Linked DNA regions of Anser cygnoides: region 1 is linked to region 2. A link is a contact called in public Hi-C data. All regions are on one chromosome and are shown on one strand. Each heading gives the region's core, a stretch centred on a gene start, on an enhancer-like site or on the middle of the called end of the contact. The rest is flanking DNA. Distances are from core to core; before and after follow the strand shown. Region 1 holds the start of COASY (Coenzyme A synthase). Region 2 holds the start of NBR1 (NBR1 autophagy cargo receptor).

Region 1 (4,524 bases), core at 1,905-4,404, 250 kb before region 2:
TGGCAGTTTTCTGCGGTGATGCTGGGGCTGGGCTCCTCAGGCCGGGCTTTTTCTGTGCCTTTTCCTCCCCTCGCTGGGGCTCGGGCCGAGGCTGCATGGCCCTGGGTCTCTCTGGCCCCAGGCAGGGTGGGGGCTCCAGCCTGCAGAGCTATTAAAGGCTTGGACACTGAGTGCTGTCAGGTTCCTCCGCTTCTCCCCAGCGTGCAATTTGTTTGAAATTTGGCAAGGGAGCAGCTCGCTGCTGAGATTTTTTTCCCCTGAGGGGGAAGAAAGCGCGGCCAGCTGTGGGGCTGCTGCTCGGGGCTGTCCCCGGCTGGTGTGGAGCTCGGGGGCTGCCTTCCCCTGGTGCCCCCGCGCCTCCTCCCCAGGGTGGGATCCTGGCTCCGCCGCGGGGTCTTTATCTCGGCAGCTGCACCAGCATCAAGGCAGAGGGAGGCAGGTGGAGGGGCCTTGAGATAAGCGGGCAGACAAAACACGGAGGGGAAGAGGGGGGGAGGGGGCCCCTGCCCAGCCCTTTTAAACAGCGCAGCCCCCCCGGGCCCGGCACTGCCGCGGTGCCCATGGAGCAAACCGCGGTGCCCATGGAGCAAACCGCGGTGCTGATCACCGGCTGCTCCTCGGGCATCGGGCTGGGGCTGGCCGCCCGCCTGGCAGCCGATCCTGCTCGCAGGTTCAAAGGTAAAGGGGCGATGCTGCGCCGCGGGGATCCCGGCACCGCGGGGGGCCCGGCACCAAGGGGTTCTCCCCCCGCTGGTCCCTGCGCTGCCCCGTGGCCCCGCTCTCTCCCCCAGTGTTCGCCACCATGCGCGACCTGGCCAAGGGCGAGCGGCTGCGGGAGCGGCTGGGGGGCGGCTGCCCCGAAACGCTGGAGCTGCTGCAGCTGGACGTCACCGACCCGCGCTCGCTGGCCGCCGCCACGCGCCGGGTGCTGGGGCAGCGGCTGGACGTGCTGGGTACGGTTCTCCCTGCCCCCCCCCCCCCCCGGGGGGCTCCCCGGGGATCAGCCGGGACCGGGTGCCAAATAATAGGATGAGCCAAGGCGGTCCCGCGTGGGGCTGGGGGGCGCTGCAGCCCTAAGGATGGGGTGGGATGGGTTTTGGGGTGCAGGGAGGAGGAGTGGGGTTTGGTCCCCGTGTCCCCGTCCCCAATCCACCGGCCTGGTGCTGAGGGTGCCCAGCTCACGGGGGCCGTGCCCCGGCAGTGTGCAACGCGGGGGTGGGCCTGATGGGCCCCCTGGAGACGTGCACCGAGCAGGCCATGAGGACGGTGTTCGAGGTGAACCTCTTCGGGGCCATCCGCACCATCCAGGCCTTCCTGCCCGCCATGAAGCGCCGCAGGGCCGGCAGGATCCTCGTCACCGGCAGCGTCGGGGGGCTGCAAGGTGGGCGCTGCCTGGGGGGGGGCTCGGGGGGGGGGGGGGGAGCCTGGCTCTCAAAACGCCGCTCTGCCCCAGGGGTGCCCTTCAATTCCATCTACTGCGCCAGCAAATTCGCCGTGGAGGGGCTGTGCGAGAGCCTGGCCGTCGTCCTGCGGCCCTTCAACATCCAGTGAGTGGCGGCGGCGGCGCGGGGAAGGGGCGCGAAGCCTGCGGCCGGAGGGGCTCGGGGCTGACGGCCCCCCCCCGTGGGGCTGCTCCTTCCCGCAGCGTGACGCTGGTGGAGTGCGGGCCGGTCCGCACGGGCTTCCTGCAGAACCTGCAGCGCGCCGACCCCGAGGGCAGCGAGCTGCAGGGGCTGGACGCCGACACGCAGCGCCTCTACCGCCGCTACCTGCGGCACTGCCGCGGCCTCTTCCGCGACGCGGCCCAGGAGGTGGAGGAGGTGCTGCAGGTAGGGTGGGGATGGGGATGGGGATGGGGATGGGGATGGGGATGGGGATGGGGATGGGATGGGGATGGGGATGGGGATGGGGATGGGTTGGGCTGGGATGGGGATGGGATGGGATGGGGATGGGATGGGATGGGATGGGATGGGGATGGGGATGGGGATGGGATGGGGTTGGGGATAGGGATGGCATGGGGATGGGGATGGGGATGGGATGGGGATGGGGATGGGATGGGGTTGGGGATGGCATGGGGATGGGGATGGGATGGGGTTGGGGATGGGGATGGGATGGGGTTGGGGATGGGGTTGGGGTTGGGGATGGGGATGGGATGGGATGGGATGGGATGGGATGGGATGGGATGGGATGGGATGGGATGGGACGGGATGGGGGCTCGGGGCCGGGGCTGAGCCCTCTGCGGTGCCAGGTGTTCCTGGATGCCATCGGCACCCCCTGCCCACCCCTGCGCTGCGTCACCACCCAGCTCTTCGCCCCGCTGGCGCGCCTGAAGCTGGCCAGCCCCGACGGCTCTGACTACGTGCGGGCCATGCACGACTTCGTCTTCGGCCCCGATGAAGACGGCGGGGACCAGCCCTGAGCACCGGCACCGGGAGAGCACCGGTGGCTGGGGATGGGTCCCCTGGTGCCGGCAATAAACCCCCGCTGCTGCTGCGCAGCTCCGGCTCCGTCCCTGCTGTTTGTGGGGCAGGGCAGCACCGGCAGGGGGCAAGGATGGGGGGGTGGGGGGTGGGGGGTGGGCATCGCCAGCAGTGGGTGGCTGGTACTGGGGCTCCCGTGGGGGGGGGGTGGCTCGAGTGGGGGGTATGGGGGATCAAGGGGGTGATAATGGGGCTGGGTGGGCAGCCGGTACTGGGGCTGGGCAGCCGGTACTGGGGCTGGGTGGGCAGCTGGTACTGGGACTGGGAAGCCGGTACTGGGGCTGGGCAGCCGGTACCGGGGCTGTTTCAGTGACTGGTACCGGGGCTCCAGCGGGCACTACCGGGGCTGTTTGAGCAGCCGATAGCGGGGTACGGGCGGCAGTACCGGGGCTCCAGCATGCAGTAGCGGGGTGGGGGCAGCCGGTACCGAGCCTCCGGCGGCGGCACCGAGCCTCCAGCGGCGGAACGGAGCCCCCAGCGGGCAGCACCGAGCCTGCAGCGGCGGCACCGAGCCTGCAGCGGGCAGAACCGAGCCTGCAGCGAGCAGCCCCGGGGCTCTACCGGGCGGTCCCGGCCCCTCGCGTCCCCTCCGCCGCCCCAAACCCCCCCCGGGGCGGCGATGCCGGCCCCGCTCCGCTGCCGGGGCGGCGCCGGGGCGGGCCGGTGACGCGTTCCGGGCGGGCTCCGTCTTCCGGCGGGGCCATGGCGCCGTTCCCGTCGGGGCTGCTGGTGCTGACGGCCCCGCTGGGCTCGGTACCGGGCCGGGCGGCGGCTGCCCTGGCGGCGGCGGCGGGGCCGGTGGCGGGGCCGCTCTACGTGCACCTGCAGCCGGGGCTGCTCCTGGGGGGCCCCGCGCCGCTCCCCGCCGCCCCGCCGCCAGCCCCGGCCCTGCTCCGGGCTTTGGCCGCCCTCTACTCGGCGGCGGCGGCGCACCGGGGGCTGGACGTGCGAGTCCTGCTGGGCCACGGGCACCGCCTGGCGGAGCCGCCCCGGGTCCTGCTGGCCGACGGGGGGGCGGGCGACGAGGGGCCGGTGAGCTTCGGGCTCCGGCAGCTGGCGGCCGCCGCTTACGGTTGCCCCCCCGGTTTACCGGCCCTGCTGCTGGACGGCCCCGACGGCCCCCGGGCGACCCCCGAGGGCTCCGAGGGGGAGCTGCCCGCCTACCCCGACGTGGTGGTCGGGGGCACCTTCGACCGGCTGCACGGCGCCCACCGGCTGCTGCTCAGCGCCTGCTGCGTCCTGGCCCGCCGGAGGCTCCTGGTCGGGGTGGCGGACGGGGAGCTGCTCCGCCGTGAGTGCCGCGGGGGCTGGCGGCGGGCTGCTGGGGATGTGGGGAGGGCGCGGGGACGGCCCCGGGGGTAGGGGAGGTGGGAGAGGGTCACGGGGGGGGGTTGGGGTTGGTGGGGAGTTTGCCCCGTGAAAGCACTTGGGAAGCCTGGAGGGTCTTGGGGGGAGGCCGGTGGGAAGGGGGTTGAGGGTCCTGCACCCCAGTGTCCCCGCGCCCCAGTGCCACCGCGGGTAGGGTGGCAGCGGGAGACCCACCGGGATTTGGGGTGGCAGCGGGAGACCCACCGGGATTTGGAGAAGGCAGGCCCCCGAACCCCAGGACAGGTTCCTCTCCCCCTCTCCCTTCCCATTTTCCATCGCCGCCCCGGAGCCGCGCGCGTCGCGGCCCCGCGCTCAGCCCCTCCGCCCTCACCCGCGCCCTGCAGACAAGGTGCTGAAGGAGCTGATCGAGCCCTACGAGCTGCGGGCCGCCAAGCTGCGCGAGTTCCTGGCGGACGTGAAGCCCTCGGTGCTTTATGACATTGTGCCCCTGGCCGACCCCTACGGCCCCGCGGTCACGGACCCCGAGCTGCGCTGCATCGTCGTCAGCGAGGAGACGCGCAAGGGCGGGGAGGCGGTGAACAAGAAGAGACTCGAGAATGTAATTTGGGGAGGGGGCTGAGACCTCCCAGCCCCACCGCCGCCTGCGGGGGCCGCCGGCGGCTCAGTGGGTGCCTTCTCCTGGCAGGGGCTCGCTGCGCTGGAGCTCTTTGAGATC
Region 2 (4,680 bases), core at 1,776-4,275:
ACTATGACAAAAACGTCAAATTCATAACACTTACATTTTACTCCAGTGTCAAGCTCAAATGCGTGGATAGCTTCCAGCAGTCCTTCGATCAGCTGCTTAAATCTGGAATTTTCTGTAAGACCTCTGAAATAACACCACCACATGAGATGTTTTTAAGGCAAACATATGGATAAGCTATTAACAGTTCTCTTAGAATATAGACTGAATAAAAATAGGAGGAGTAAAGCTGCAAAGCGGAACATGAGACAATAGGAAACCGCGACCAAGGAGTATCAACACAGGAGTATCCCAAAACAGCCTACTATCGTAATTAAAACATCATCACAAAGGGAAAATGTCGTAATACTTTTCCTCATGTAGGTTTAGCACAGAGAAACTAGCTGAAATGACTGAACAATAATACAGTCTATAATTGATAGCACAAACATTTGCCAAGAACAGCGTCTGTGACCTGTGATCACAGGTCACTCTGTACTAAGGTAAAGCATTACTCCTTTGGAAACTGACAGTTCCCCCAATCATTTTTCTTTCACTTTTCTGCCAAGACATTTATGAAACAATGATTCATCTTCTCCTCAGAGTTCAAACCTCTCATCCCCAAGCCCACTTGCAAAGATGCATTACCTCTTAGTAACTTCAGTCTTACACAGAGGACACTGTACCACACCTTTTTTCTTTCTACTGAGGAGTTTGTACATACAAAACCTAGAAAAAAAGAATAATCACAATGCAGCACTTAGTAGAAATCCTTCATTATCAAGCTGAATACCTGGATTCTTATTCACATTACTATGAATTCATCAATCCAATGTGGTAAATTTGTGCAACTGCAGTTATTGGTTATTCAGACTGTATGTTTTCCCCTTAAAATAGCCCCACATTAAGTTATCAAAACACAGTATGCATCTTTAGTAGTAAAGTAGTATAATACTTCTGTGAATAAGAACAGAGTGACTAAGCATTGCAATTATAAGTTTGCAAACCTACCTGCAGAATATGTGATCACATTTTGTTGAAACTGGCTCTTTCACTACATCCAAGCTGCAGAAAAAAATAGAAAAGGAAAACATAACTTCTGTGTTCTTGTTTAAAAACAGCAGCAACAAAACGAGCTTCAAAAATACAGTCACTTTCCTGAATTTAAACTTGGTGTTGGAACACTAACAGCTTCTCTTTCAATTCTGACCTCCCATGCAAAGGGCAAAGGCCTTTGTCAAGGAAAGGTACAGAAGCCCATGTAATAGAAAACAAAAAAATATATACCTTTATGTCTTAAAAACAGTAGATATAGGAAAGTTTCCATTCTTGCTCTTGTGACATTAAGTCCATGAATAACCAAGCCACCCATCCAGCAGTCACACCTCAGCAAGAAGCATGCTGCCTTTTCAGAAGAATTAGGATTCAAGTCTTTTTTCTCCCCCTCCTGTGTAGCTCTATAGACATTCTATATTTTCTACTCTGTGCTTTTGCAGTAAATGATGTCATCGACACGAAAATTATTTTGGTTCACCAAAGGCAGTAATGTAACATGTTAAATACACATAAGGAAGACTTAAGGATTTAAAAATATTTGCCACAATAGACAAAAAAAAATCTGCAACACAGTTCACCAGCAATAAGTCCTTTAACAACTGATCAGACATTGTAAATATCTAGGCATTAGACAGAAGTTATGCTATTTTTGCATTTGCTTACATTGCAGAAGTACAAACCACACTTACCTTTCAGTGACAAAGATCCACATGGCTTTACAAACAATGCTCTAATCAGATAAGTTATGTGGATAAGTTTTTTTTTTTTTTTAACTTCAATTGGATAGAGCACCGACTCACGGAGGTGGCAACACAAAAACAATGCTTGCCAGAACGTACAAGCAAAATGCACTTCCTGTCTTGCATTTGCTCTTAGATAACATCAAAGTTAACTCATTTTAAAACATTACTCCTTATATTTTCTTATGACCACGCCACTCACAAAACGCTTCACCAGAAGAGGAAGAAATAAAGACCAAACCCCAACGTTGTGCGCTTCCCCGGCCGTACCAAATAGGGCACTCCAAGTTCTTCTGCATAGCCAAGAGCACGTTCTGCACCTCTCCAACGGCAACCACGGCCAGGTCCATGCTTCGCGGCCCGAAATACCTGCAAACAGTGAGAAAAACACGAATAATCGGTTGCGTTCCTGGACCGTCCCGCTCTGTGATAACGTTTTCCCCCCACACGCCACGAGGGCCACGGAATCGCGGAATACCCCGAGCTGGGAGGGACCCGCAGGGATCACCGAGCCCAACCCCCGGCTCTACGCGGGGCTACCCCAAAAATTCAGCCCTGAAGATTCAGCCCCGGGCCCGAACCTCAGCCCCTGGCTCCGGGGCGAGGCTTCCCGAGCCTCCCGCACCCAAGGAGGACCCGAAAGCGCCACGGGACGGCTCCGGGCCCCGCCGCACGGCCTGAAGGGCGCAGGGGGGAGCCCCGCGGCCGTTCCCAGGGCTGCGGCTCGGGAGGAGGCCGGGAGGAGGCCGGGAGGAGGAAGCCGCCCGGAGGCCGCACCGCTCCCCCCTGCTCCTCACCCGCCCACCGCTGCCCTGTCGCATTTCGCGCCCTTTCCGCCAGCCAGAAAAACAACACACCCGAACAGCCAATCGCACTCGCCGACTGCGTCACGCGGTCCGAGAAACGCCATCTTATTCGCTGCTTTTTTGGCGAAGGGCCCTCCCTCTGTTGCCACGGCGGGGAACGAGGTGTCTGATTGGCTGTGATGTTCCCTCGTGACCTCCGGCTCCTCAACGGGAGTTGCGCCCGTGCGGCACGCTGCATTGTGGGAGCACCGGAAGTGCGCGGCCGTTGGCTCGCCGCCCGTCCTCCCGCTTCCGGCTTCCCCGGGCTGTGTTATTGTTGTGCTTCCACCGCGCGCGGCCCCGCCTCCCGACCAACCAGCGTGGCGGGACGGCTGAGCGACAGGGCGGGCGACCAATAGCATCGAGCGGAGGGCGGGGGGGGCTGGCTGGGGTCTGTCCGCCATGTTAGGGCCGGCAGGGCGCTGAGGGGCGGCAGGGCTCGGCTCGGCCGGGCCGGGGGCGAGCTGAGGGGGGTGGCGGGGGTTGAGGTGGCGGAGCTGAGGGGCTCTGGCTCCTGGGCCTTTCTCGGCTGGGCCAGCGGCTGTCTGAGGGGCCTCCCCGGGCCCTCTTGAGGGGTCTCCCGGGGCCTCTCGCCGCGAGGAGCGGGCCATGGAGCCGCAGGTGAACCTCCGCGTCAGCTGCCGCGGGGAGACCCAGAGCTTCCTCGTCTCCGACTCGGCGCACACGACGTGGGCCGACGTGGAGGCCATGGTGAGTCTGGGGCCCGGCTCCTTCTTGTCCGGCGCCTGGGGGTTAAAGGGGGTGGGGGGGTGTTGCTGTGCGGAGTGCTTTGCGGTTCTGCCGCCTCGGGGGGTGTTGGAGCCTTTTGGGATCGTTTTATGTTTGGAGTGGGGTGAAAAGCCTGTTCTGGAGAACGTTTCTGATGGGTTGGTTGTGGGGTTGGTGTTTGGTTTGGTTTGGTTTGGTTTTGGGTGGGGGCAGGCAGCCTGAGCTGTGCGCTCTGCTCTATTCCAGTTGGCGATGCTCGGTTTTGCTTACCCATTTTTTTTTTGCTTTCCCATTCTTTTGCCCATTTGAGTAGATGTGGTTGGATAACAGAATCATCTAGGTTGGAAGAGACCTCCAAGATCACCCAGTCCAGCCTCTGATCTAACACTACCAAGTCCTCCACTAAACCATATCACTAAGCTCTACATCTAAACGTCTTTTAAAGATCTCCAGGGATGGTGACTGAACCACTTCCCTGGGCAGCCTGTTCCAATGCCTAACAACCCTTTCAGTAAAGAAGTTCTTCCTAATATCCTACCTAAACCTCCCCGGCGCAACTTTAGCCCTTCTCTGTTACTTACAGAGGATTTCTCTCTTTCTCTCTCTCTTCTCTCTTTTTTTTTTTTTTTTTTTTAATCCTCTGGGATGTCTAGTCGCTAATGCATGCTTTTAGTTTCCTGGTGCCTTTTGTACCCGTGTGGCTATAACTGTTCTTGCCAGCAGGCCTTGCATACCTAGGCAGGTGTTTGTGAAGATGTGCGTATCAGATACTTGACATACCGAGGAGATTGTGTCTAGCTTTTCCAGTGCTATTTAGTGAAGACACTTTTGTTGGATGTGGTTTATGTTGTGCAGTTAGAATTCCCAGAGTTAGGATGAAGCAGCAGTGATGAATTTAATCAAGTTGATTTAACTTTTAATCAAGTTGATTTAATTTTCTAGTAGCTCTTCTGGTTGTTCTGTGTTGTTCTAAAAGTTGTATCTTAAGAGAGAGCCAAAAAAATGGGTAATATAGCCTACCTTGTGGAAGGTTCTTGCATGGTCACTGCCTCAAATTAAAAGCGTGAGCTGCATCATTTGCTTTCCTCCTTGTATTTGAGTCTTGTAGAAGGTCAGCTGCTGTCCTCCTTCTGTTTGAGTCTCGTAGAAGAGGTGCTAGGTCAGCCTTAGAACAGCTGGTAGCACATAGCCCCTGCAGGAACGCCTGAACGGGTCAGAGTCCTGCTTGTATCAAGGCTGGAAGCAGGTTGCAGTGTGGGCGCGGTGTCGCTCTTAAGCGCTCGGAGCGAAGGTGGGCTTGTTCCACGTGTGGACCTCTCTTAACGTTGCTTCCT

Evidence for each region. A called contact is a pair of places that touch in the nucleus more often than the background predicts.
Region 1: a Hi-C map of liver shows a contact between it and region 2, with 11 times the contacts expected there. The contact joins the promoter of COASY here to the promoter of NBR1 in region 2. A contact is called at or near these places in 2 of 7 Hi-C or Micro-C datasets (both in liver).

The regions. Positions count from the first base shown.
Region 1 is chr22:6,875,531-6,880,054 of Taihu_goose_T2T_genome, reverse strand. It overlaps COASY (Coenzyme A synthase), which reads left to right and starts at 3,154. Exons shown (of 10, transcript XR_007159364.2): 1 at 3,154-3,771; 2 at 4,193-4,407; 3 at 4,495-4,524. It overlaps HSD17B1 (hydroxysteroid 17-beta dehydrogenase 1), which reads left to right and starts at 311. Exons shown (of 5, transcript XM_066981557.1): 1 at 311-678; 2 at 792-953; 3 at 1,454-1,547; 4 at 1,646-1,829; 5 at 2,249-2,497. The coding sequence starts at 561. The coding sequence ends at 2,419. NAGLU (N-acetyl-alpha-glucosaminidase) reads left to right here. Exons shown (of 6, transcript XM_066981553.1): 6 at 1-170.
Region 2 is chr22:6,623,756-6,628,435 of Taihu_goose_T2T_genome, reverse strand. It overlaps NBR1 (NBR1 autophagy cargo receptor), which reads left to right and starts at 3,025. Exons shown (of 21, transcript XM_013200897.3): 1 at 3,025-3,328. The coding sequence starts at 3,227. It overlaps BRCA1 (BRCA1 DNA repair associated), which reads right to left and starts at 2,868. Exons shown (of 23, transcript XM_013200906.3): 1 at 2,630-2,868; 2 at 2,043-2,141; 3 at 988-1,041; 4 at 625-705; 5 at 35-123. The coding sequence starts at 2,682.